3 separate regions of the Mus musculus genome follow, and regions 1 and 2 are each linked to region 3. A link is a contact called in public HiChIP or PLAC-seq data. All regions are on one chromosome and are shown on one strand. Each heading gives the region's core, a stretch centred on a gene start, on an enhancer-like site or on the middle of the called end of the contact. The rest is flanking DNA. Distances are from core to core; before and after follow the strand shown. Region 1 holds the start of Plcd1 (phospholipase C, delta 1). Region 2 overlaps Ctdspl (CTD (carboxy-terminal domain, RNA polymerase II, polypeptide A) small phosphatase-like). Region 3 holds the start of Itga9 (integrin alpha 9).

Region 1 (3,020 bases), core at 253-2,752, 490 kb after region 3:
CAGAGGCAGCCAGAGGGAGGCGGCCAGGGGAGAGCCCGCCCCTCTCCACTGTGACCCTCAGAGCGGCCACCCTCTGTTCCCACCAGTCAGGAGCTGTAGGGGCATCTCTGACCTCTGGAGAGAATGAGGGAACAGTGGGAGGGGCAGGAACACAGCCCAACAAGGTGGCTTTTAGAAACCCAAGCTTACTGGGCCCCCACAACAATAAAGTCCAGGTCAACTGATGCAAAACAGGTTGGGGGCTGCCTGCAGGGCACACATCCAAGGGGGAGTGGAGCGGAGGACAGGTGAACACAAAAATCTACAGCCCAGGAGGCAAGGCGTCTTAGTGGGTAAAGGCAATTGCTGCCAAGCCCAGTGACCTGAGTTTGATCCTAGAACGCACAAGATAGAAGGAGATAACTGATTCCTGCAAGTTGTCCTCTGATCTCCATACACCCATACCCCCTCCAGCACAAGTACACGTTGTTTAATTAAAAAACAAAAACCAAGAACCTACAATCTCAGGGATACTCGAGTTAAGTGAAAAATACTGTGAAACCGTGGATCGATGTGAGAGGAGCAGGTATTGCTGAGCTAATAGATGACCTGGGGAGACACGAAGGAAAGACTCCCCACAGCCCCTCCCACAGAGTGTGCGTAAATACCACTTAGTTCCTTGCTCTTCCCTGGACGCTTCTAAGACAGGCAGCCAGGAGCCTGCGCTTTCCCTCTCTGCTAGAGGGACAGGCATGGGGAGAAGAGCTAGCCCAGATGGGAAGAAACAAAGCCGGCTGGACAAAGGACCAAGCTGCCAGGCGGTTCTAACTGAGATCTGGCCCAGTCCGACCAGGAGGGTCAGCAAAAAGACAGCGCTGCTCCTCCCAGCCCTGGCATCGCTTTTCTCTGTTCTGGGGAGCGAAGGCTGCCAGAACGACTTCAGCCAAACTTGCACACCTCCTCCTCGCCCCACCCATTTACACCCTCATCCGCCACACCCGCGCGGCCTGACTCGCTTCAGGCGCACCCGTGTTTTGGGGAGCCTCTGAATCGAGAGTTTGGCTAAGGATGCTGTCCCTTTCCTTCCCTGACCCCTTTGGTGCCATCTGGACCCAGGAGCCCAGCCTTTTATGAACAGGCTAAGGGGAAATCCCCGAGAGATGTCAGCATTGCTCCCCGATCTCTTGGGCCAGATTTGGGGGAAAGTCTGGAAACGCCCAAGGTTGTGTCCAGCGCGGGCCGAGGTTTTTCTGGGATCCCACAAGGGGACAAGGAGTTGGCTCTCTGGTGGTTTAAATGCGGCCGAAGGAGCTGTTATCCCTGCCGCCCGGGTGTATTTCGGCTTTCCCGAGGGTCTCCCCTACGTTCGGGACACTCACCGTGCAAGGTCAGGAAGTCCCGACCGGAGTCCATGCCGGTCGGGGCGCGCGGAGGAGGGGACGCGGCGTGATTCACTTGAGCAAAATCACCAAGCGGCCTGGGGTCCTTGCGCAGTCCGGTGCAGGGACCCAACTGAACTGAGATGGGAGGCGGCCGGGGGTGGGTCCAGAACACCGTACCGCCCCCCGGACCCGCCAACCGGCGCTTCTCCCCGCCCCCTCCAGGGGACCTGGAAAGGACGCGGTGCTGGGGGCCGGGAAGACTAGCCAACCCTGGCCGGGGCTCGGGCCAGCTGGGTGCGCCAGGGCCAGAAATAGTCAGATCCCTCCTGCTTCCTCCACCGCCACCACCCACAGGCCCTGTCATTACGGCGAGCTGCCGGCCCCACGCCCTGCCTGTGGGCGCCTGGCCTCGCCGGGGTTGTGGGTGATGTGGGAAAGAATCAGAATCGGGTCTTAGCGGGGACAGGAATCACTGCTAAAGCGGCTGATTAGCCAGGCAGTCTGGTCTGTCTTCTAAGAAATGCGTGCATGCACGGGCCCACATTGCCACGTTTGGGGAGAGTAATATCTAGATTTTTTTTTCAAGAGAGGGGCCCCTCTCTTTAGCTCTGAGAGACGTCTCATTTCCGGGGGTGTTGAAGGTGCTTTCCTTAAGGTAGGGGTAACAGCAAGCAGGTATAGGCCCCTCACTCCCTAATGAGGGGAGAAGACGGAGGCCTGCCGTGAGGCTGCCTGGGCAAGGGTCCCGATACTGGAGGCAGTTGGCCTGGAAGAGTCTAGCCGGGCTCTCCTCAGCTCTTTCTCTCCTAGCATTAGCAGGCCTCCGTGGCCTGTGAAGCATGGGCTGTCTCCCGATTCTGAGTGTTAAGGCTGGGTTTTAGAGAATCACTTGCCGTTCATGTACACCCCACCCCACCCGCACCCCCACAGTGTGGGGCTGGCACTCAGGCCTCCCACTCCCCACCCCCACCCCCGTCTTGATGCCCTAGGAAGGCCCCCCCCAGGTTTCCTTTCCACAAGCTGGGCGCTGTACTGCATGAAGAATGAGTAAGGCTCCATTGCAGACAGAGCCTGGGAAGGGGCAAATTGAGAAATTCCTTCCCTGACTTCCGTCTCTTTCTCCAAAGCCCTACTCTCCAGGTCTTCCCTGAGCCTTGGAACCTCCCCCCTCGGTCCTGTCCTGGAGCCTGGCAGGTATTCGCATCCATGAGTCAGGCCTCCTCTCCTACACCTGAGACCAAGAACTCCTGACACCAGCAGTTGGCACGGCTTCATCTCCAGAGTCATTTCTTCTTGTCATCTCCGTCTCCGAGTCCTGGGCTCCAAGCCAGGGCATTACCCACCACTAGGGCCTCTCCCTCTACCACAAAAGACCATGGCCGGGTTTATAGAACGCTCTGCTCCTGAGTACTCCAAGCTCACAGACACATATGTAGCTTCTGTTGCACGCATTGCAGCTCACTCATGTCCCCTCCCTGGCCTGGGGTTGCCAGGCAGACTTGGGGAGGCATGCTGACTCAAAGCTGTCCCAAGCAGCCAGGTTCTGCAGAAACAAAGAACGTCATGCTCAAGTGCTGACCTGCACCATGACACTCTTCCCATCCTCTTTCTTCTCCCTCTCTCACGGGGTGGGAGGCCCTCTGCTCTGTGCAGCTAGGT
Region 2 (2,820 bases), core at 150-2,649, 430 kb after region 3:
GACTTTCCCAGGACCCAGCCACAGTGCATTCTACTGTGGCCTTCGTGACTCAGCCTCCGTGTCCGCTCCCTCCCTGAAGGGGTTGCCAGCCCTGGGGCTTCCTGGCTGTGTGCCTCGCTCTGACCTCACTGCTGAGTTCAAACCTCAAGTGAAGCCTGCAGGAGGAAGTGGGGATGGGATGAGATGTGCTGTGTGCCTCCGTGTGTTTACTCCTAAGGCAGTGGGCAAACCGTGGGAGTTCTAAGTAGGCCTGGGGTAGGATGTTCTATGTCCTCCAGTGGATACGCTGACAGCTGTGAGGTAAATGGGCAAGGACAGGAGGCCCAGCAGGAAACAGGAGCCTCCCAAGTCAGGAGGCCTGGTCCTGGAAGATGCATTAGAAATAAAGGTGGGAGTCGAGATATTTTTGGAGAGGAAACTGATAAGAACTTTCTGATGGATCCTGTGGGAGAGAACTGTAAGAATGCAGTGCTTTCTGACACAGGTAGAGAGGGAATACCACAATCATAAAACGCTTCCAGTTATTTCAGGGCCTTTTTAAAAAGTGGTCCAAGAGGCTGACGAGATGATGAGGCGGCTCAAGGCACCTGCCACACAAGCCTGGCCGTCTGAGGTCAGTCCCTGGAACCTGCCTAAAGGTGGGAGGGAAAAGCAATTCCCTGAAGTTGCCCTCTGACCCACGGGTGCACATCATGGTGCACCTGTGAGCGTGCACGTACGCGACAATGGGAATTTTTAAGTGAAAGGCGAGTATGTCTGAGAAGAAGGTTTAGTTGGTATAAATATTGCTAAGCATCAGCAGGGAAGCAGAAAGCCCGTGTGCCCCTGCCGTCCAGCACTGGGGCAGCAGAGGTAGCGGGGACCCTGGGGCTTGCTGGACAGCCAATTTACCTGAATCATGAGCTGTGGGTGTAAGGAGAGACCCTGCCTCAAAAAATAAGGCTGAGAACAATAGAGAAAGACATCCGATGCTGACCTCTGACCTCCCCACGCATGCACACAAGCACACGCACGCACGCACACACACACACACACACACACACACACACATGTCCGTGCACACACATACACAGACATGCACCAAAACAAGGAGGAATGCTAGGCCATTTCTTGCAGCTTGTAACTCTGTCTGCTTTTCTGAATGCTCAGAAGAGCATGCTTCCCTCCCCCTCCCCCCCCCACCCCACCCCCACCCCCATTCAGCTTCCTTAACTTCTTTTCTCTAGCCTCTTCTGGGCAGCTGCCAAAATTTACAGCTTGCCAGACCTGGGGTTTTTTTTTTTTCTTTCCAAATCTAATAAAATGCACCAAAACAAAACGTCAGAGCCTGATGTGGTGAGTCACCACAGCCCGCAATCTCAACACACAGGAGACTGTGGCACAGGAGGTCCCAGTCTCGGGCCCCTCCAGGTGCCTCGCCTTCACCGAGACTCTGTCTTTCTAGTATGCAGACCCTGTTGCCGACCTCCTGGACCGCTGGGGTGTGTTCCGGGCCCGACTCTTCAGAGAATCCTGCGTGTTCCACCGTGGGAACTATGTGAAGGACTTGAGTCGCCTGGGACGGGAGCTGAGCAAAGTGATCATCGTGGACAATTCTCCTGCCTCCTACATCTTCCATCCTGAGAATGCAGTAAGTCATCCCAGGGGAGGAGCTAGAGGCTCTGTCTGAGCTGCAGCCTAAATGCCAGTTCTGAAACATGGGCTCAGGCGCACTCTGGGCTTGGCTTCTTTTTTTTTTTTTTTTTCCAGATCTTGATTCAGCCACTTAGTGACAACATGACTGTTTAACCTCCCTCTTCATCCACAAGTAAGATGACAGGGACACTGCTCTCTCCTGAGAGTGTTGGAGGACTCAGTGCTTAGACCCGTGCTCAGGCCTGGCAAGTGCTCAGCACAATGACTCTCCAGAGTGGGCACTGCCAGTCAGTCCTCAATGTCACAGAGCTGCCCAGATCCGTATGACCTCTCAGACTCAAGGGTAACCCCTCAACAGAAGTGTATCTTCCACAAGAATGAATAAAGTGATTCAGAAATGGCTTGCCATCGGACCATCAGCTCTGCCACCTCAGAAAGATGCCATAGAAGCCCAGTCAAGAAGGCTCCCAACATACAGCTCCCTGGAGCATAGCCACCCTTGGTGCCTGCTCACCAGGATGGCATGGCTCTTAGATCAGGGGTTGGTGCCCTCTGCTTCATACTGGGCTCTTCCAGGAAGAAGAGATCAGCCAGGATCACCACACCAAGCCAGATCATGCCCTGAAACACACATGCTTCTTGGGCTCACCCAAGCCTGCAATGAAAACACTATCTTCCTCCTCCTCCTCTTCCTCCTCCTCCTCCTCCTCCTCCTCCTCTTCCTCCTCCTCCTCCTCTTCTTTTTGGCTTTTCGAGACAGGGTTTCTCTGTGTAGCCCTGGCTGTCTGGAACTCACTTTGTAGACCAGGTTGGCCTCGAACTCAGAAATCTGCTCACCTCTGCCTTCCAAGTGCTGGGATTAAAGGTGTACGCCACCACGCCCAGCTGTGAAAACACCATCTTCTAAAGCCCAGAATTCTGTAGCTCCCCTTATAGTAAGGGGAGAAAAACTATATTCGGTTGAATGGTAAAAATAAAGTCAGACTGCCTTACAGCTAACTATGTCTACATTGCCAGGTGTGGAGGTACACACCTCTAATCCCAGCACTGGAGGCAAATGAGTTCTCTGAGTTCAAGGCCAGCCTGGGCTACATAGTGAGACCCTTTAAATTAGTAAATAGGTTCATGTCATCAAGTCAATCAAATGCCACGTTCTGCACCTGGCTGTTGTCTCTGATAGATAAG
Region 3 (2,993 bases), core at 127-2,626:
ATAGTCCTGGGTTCTACAAGAAAGCAGGCTGAGCAAACCATGGGGAACAAGCCAGTAAGCAGCACCCCTCCATGGCCCCTGCACCAGCTCCTGCCTCCAGATTCCTGCCCTGTTTTGAGTTCCTGTCCTGACTCCCTTCCATGATGAACAGTACAAGCTGAATCAACCCCTTCCTCTGAAACTTGCTTTTGGACATGGTGTTTCATTGCAGCAATACTGACCACAAGTAAGACAGCAGTAGTGCATCCGAGCTATGCAAATTACCTGACTGCAGTGGTTTAAGACAGCAACATTGATCATCTAACAATGCTGGACAGGTCATGGGTCTCGCTGGCCTGCGTTCCTGGAAGGGGTAGAGGAGAAGACATTTCTCTGTCCCCAGTTTTTGAAGCTGCCTGGCTTCTTTACCTCATGGACCCTTCCCTCCAGCTCCCAAGCTAGCGGTGATCTGGCTTCCTTTGTCACAGCCCTTCTGATGACAGCTGGAAGAGGCTCTTCACCTGTAAAGATCCCCGTGTTTAGACTGCTGGCGAGTGGATAACTCTGGAATGTGCACCCCCCCCCCACCCCACCTTGCCTACCCTAGGCTTTGACTGTTGTTGTAAGGATAAGCCTGATTAGAAAGAAAAAGATAAAGGCGTCGTGTGTGTTTAGTATGAATGAGACTTTGGAAGTGGAGAGGGTGGGAAGGGATGGGGAGGGGGTTGTGATTTTACCAGAGTAAAGAGTTAGTTCAACAATAACATTAAACTTGGAATAGTCAACTTCATAGAGTCAGGGATAAATGAAACTTGCCGGGGGCTGGACTGGGCTGGGCGTGCTTGTTAAATTTATGTATAATTTAATTTGCAAGATGAGCTATTGATGATCACATAACCAAAATGAGGTTATGACGTAAACTTTATGCAACGTATACTTCACCATAATCTCCCACATACAGGGGAGCACACCTGGCTGTATTGTATGTCTGCCAAGTTGGAAAGCGCTGGCCAGGTCAGGGAGTATGGAAGAACGCTCTGCTCTCTTCCACATGACTAATTCTTACAGCAACTGACTGGCGGTCTTGAGCGGTTGCCTCTGAAGAAGAGCTTCCAGATGGGCAGGGCCAGAATATTTACCCATCCTTGGCTCGGGTAGCTTTGGGTCTTTGTGTGTGAGAGAGAGACTTTCAGTGTAAGACAAAAGGAGAGAGACCCAGCCAGCTTGGACACAGCAGAGCCTAGGACATTGAGAGGATGCAGTTCACCGAGGTCCAGAACCTGGACCCGGGGGTGCGCCTGAGACCGCGTCCAGCAGGGGGCGCTGCGGACCCGTCCCGCCCGGGCCGCCCGGGCCGCCCACCCCGCGGGCGCGCCTCTCCGCAGTCCAGTGCCGCCCGGGCCCGGGACCCGCTCCTTCCGAGAGCGCAGACCTCTCGGCGGGCATCGAGAGGACGCGGGGCGCTGGCGGCCGTCCCTGGCCTTGCTCCGGCTCTCGCTGTAGCCCATCGCCGCGTCCCGGGCTTAGACTCGGAGCGTACGGCTCCCGCCCCGGGCAGCGGCGTGTCCCGGGAGCCCCGATCGCGGGGCAGGGCGCAGGGCGGCGGCCGGCTGGGGATGGGCGGCCCGGCTGCGGCGCGGACCGGCGCCGGAGGGCTCCGCGCGCTGCTGCTGGCGCTGGTGGCCGCGGGGGTCCCGGCCGGCGCCTACAACCTGGACGCGCAGCGCCCGGTACGCTTCCAGGGCCCCTCAGGCTCCTTCTTCGGCTACGCGGTGCTGGAGCACTTCCACGACAACACGCGCTGGTAAGTGTCTCCCGCGGATCCTCGACCCTGGCGTGGGCACCCCGTGGTCCCCCAAGTTGGCCGCCGCCTTTCCGGCCTCTTCCACTCCACCTCCCGCGGGGCCGATTTAAATGTCCGGGCGGCCACGCTGACATCCTGGCCTGCTCTCCGAGGCCCGGGGCGTCCCTGGGGTCCCTGTCCTCCCTGGGCAGTCAGACGCAGCTTCGCTCTCGCCAAAGCAAAGTTACTTGGCTGTCTGCCTTCCAGGGGCCACCGCGGGCTGGCCATCTGCCCCAGATCCCCGGGGGGCCCCTAGGAGGCCAGGCTGCTCTTGGGGACCACTTCATGTAACTCTAGGGCAGCAGCATGCAGGAAGCAGAGAAACAAGGGGTGTGGTGGGAGTGGGTCCTGGTGGCTTAGGAATCTCCAGAAGAGGTACCCAGGGGCCCCACAAAGTTCTGAGAGGATCTGGGATGCAGAGAGGACCCCCAAGGAGCAGACTGTGTGGCTGGTGGGCAGCCTGGAGCTCTCCCACGTGTCTAGAGACAAGATTTAGGAAGCTGAAGTTTTTAATCAAGGGGTACAGTTTTGAACCAGCGAGATGGGTGGGCCTGCAGAAAAGAATAAGTCTCTCCCTCATTAAGCATCAATAGTGAAGTTAACTGACCCCACAGCAGGAGCGCTTAGAGAAGGCGGATAGACCACTTCCTTGGAATGAACGAGCCACACCATGCACCACGCCCACCTATTCAAGGCAGCTAGAGTTCAGTAGCTCCCCAGCCTCATTTTAGATGATGTTACTGTGGACCCAGGAGATGGCTGGTTCACGTTGAGGGTGCTATCCCGTGAGCGAGCATCTTTAGAAGCAGCAGGCCGGGAGATGGAGACTGGCAGTGTGTGTGCTTGGACATGTAACTTACTGGGAGTCTCTGCTCGGAATTGGACAGGGGCCGAGGCAATCGGGGGCTTGTGGATGCGGGTCTTTCAGAACCCTGGAGAAAGAGAACTTTGTGACTGGCTTTATTAACACTTTCGTGTATTTAGGAGAGCGGCCTCCAAGAGAACCAGCTTTCAAAGTCCTTGTGTGTAGCTCTCCTCTGCATCCCTTCCTGACATTGATTCTAGTCACAGTTACCAGCCAAGGCTGCTTCCTGCAGTTGCCAAACCCTTCCTTTTCAGACAGCAGGGCAGAACACTTTCCTATGTTCCAAAGGCTCCAGGTCTGCCATGG

The links. HiChIP or PLAC-seq counts read pairs in DNA pulled down with a chosen protein or histone mark.
Region 1: an H3K4me3 HiChIP or PLAC-seq map of embryonic stem cells shows a contact between it and region 3, with 3 times the contacts expected there. The contact joins the promoter of Plcd1 here to the promoter of Itga9 in region 3. A contact is called at or near these places in 7 of 39 promoter capture datasets (the HPC-7 cell line, cranial neural crest, liver and 3 more), 17 of 115 datasets of contacts at active chromatin or transcription factors (astrocytes, bone marrow-derived macrophages, cardiomyocytes and 9 more) and 1 of 9 other capture datasets (adipose tissue).
Region 2: a contact with region 3 is called in an H3K27ac HiChIP or PLAC-seq map of SST interneurons, with 9 times the contacts expected there. The contact joins the enhancer-like site here to the promoter of Itga9 in region 3. A contact is called at or near these places in 17 of 39 promoter capture datasets (the 3T3-L1 cell line, the HPC-7 cell line, HPC-7-derived erythroid cells and 11 more), 9 of 484 Hi-C or Micro-C datasets (the HPC-7 cell line, cardiomyocytes, cranial neural crest and 5 more), 10 of 115 datasets of contacts at active chromatin or transcription factors (SST interneurons, astrocytes, craniofacial prominence and 7 more) and 3 of 9 other capture datasets (adipose tissue, embryonic stem cells and pancreatic islet).

Annotation. Positions count from the first base shown.
Region 1 is chr9:119,092,000-119,095,019 of GRCm38.p6, forward strand. Plcd1 (phospholipase C, delta 1) reads right to left here and starts at 1,503. Exons shown (of 15, transcript NM_019676.3): 1 at 1,359-1,503. The coding sequence starts at 1,392.
Region 2 is chr9:119,035,917-119,038,736 of GRCm38.p6, forward strand. It overlaps Ctdspl (CTD (carboxy-terminal domain, RNA polymerase II, polypeptide A) small phosphatase-like), which reads left to right. Exons shown (of 8, transcript NM_133710.3): 7 at 1,445-1,630. Among named protein-coding and RNA genes, the nearest start is that of Mir26a-1, 5.5 kb to the left of the region's middle. Within about 2 kb of position 1,400, at least 62 of the 459 cell types and tissues checked have an H3K27ac peak or open chromatin away from gene starts, as enhancers often do. A contact at or near this core is called in SST interneurons, adipose tissue, astrocytes and 3 more, where this site is marked.
Region 3 is chr9:118,605,333-118,608,325 of GRCm38.p6, forward strand. It overlaps Itga9 (integrin alpha 9), which reads left to right and starts at 1,377. Exons shown (of 28, transcript NM_133721.2): 1 at 1,377-1,783. The coding sequence starts at 1,596.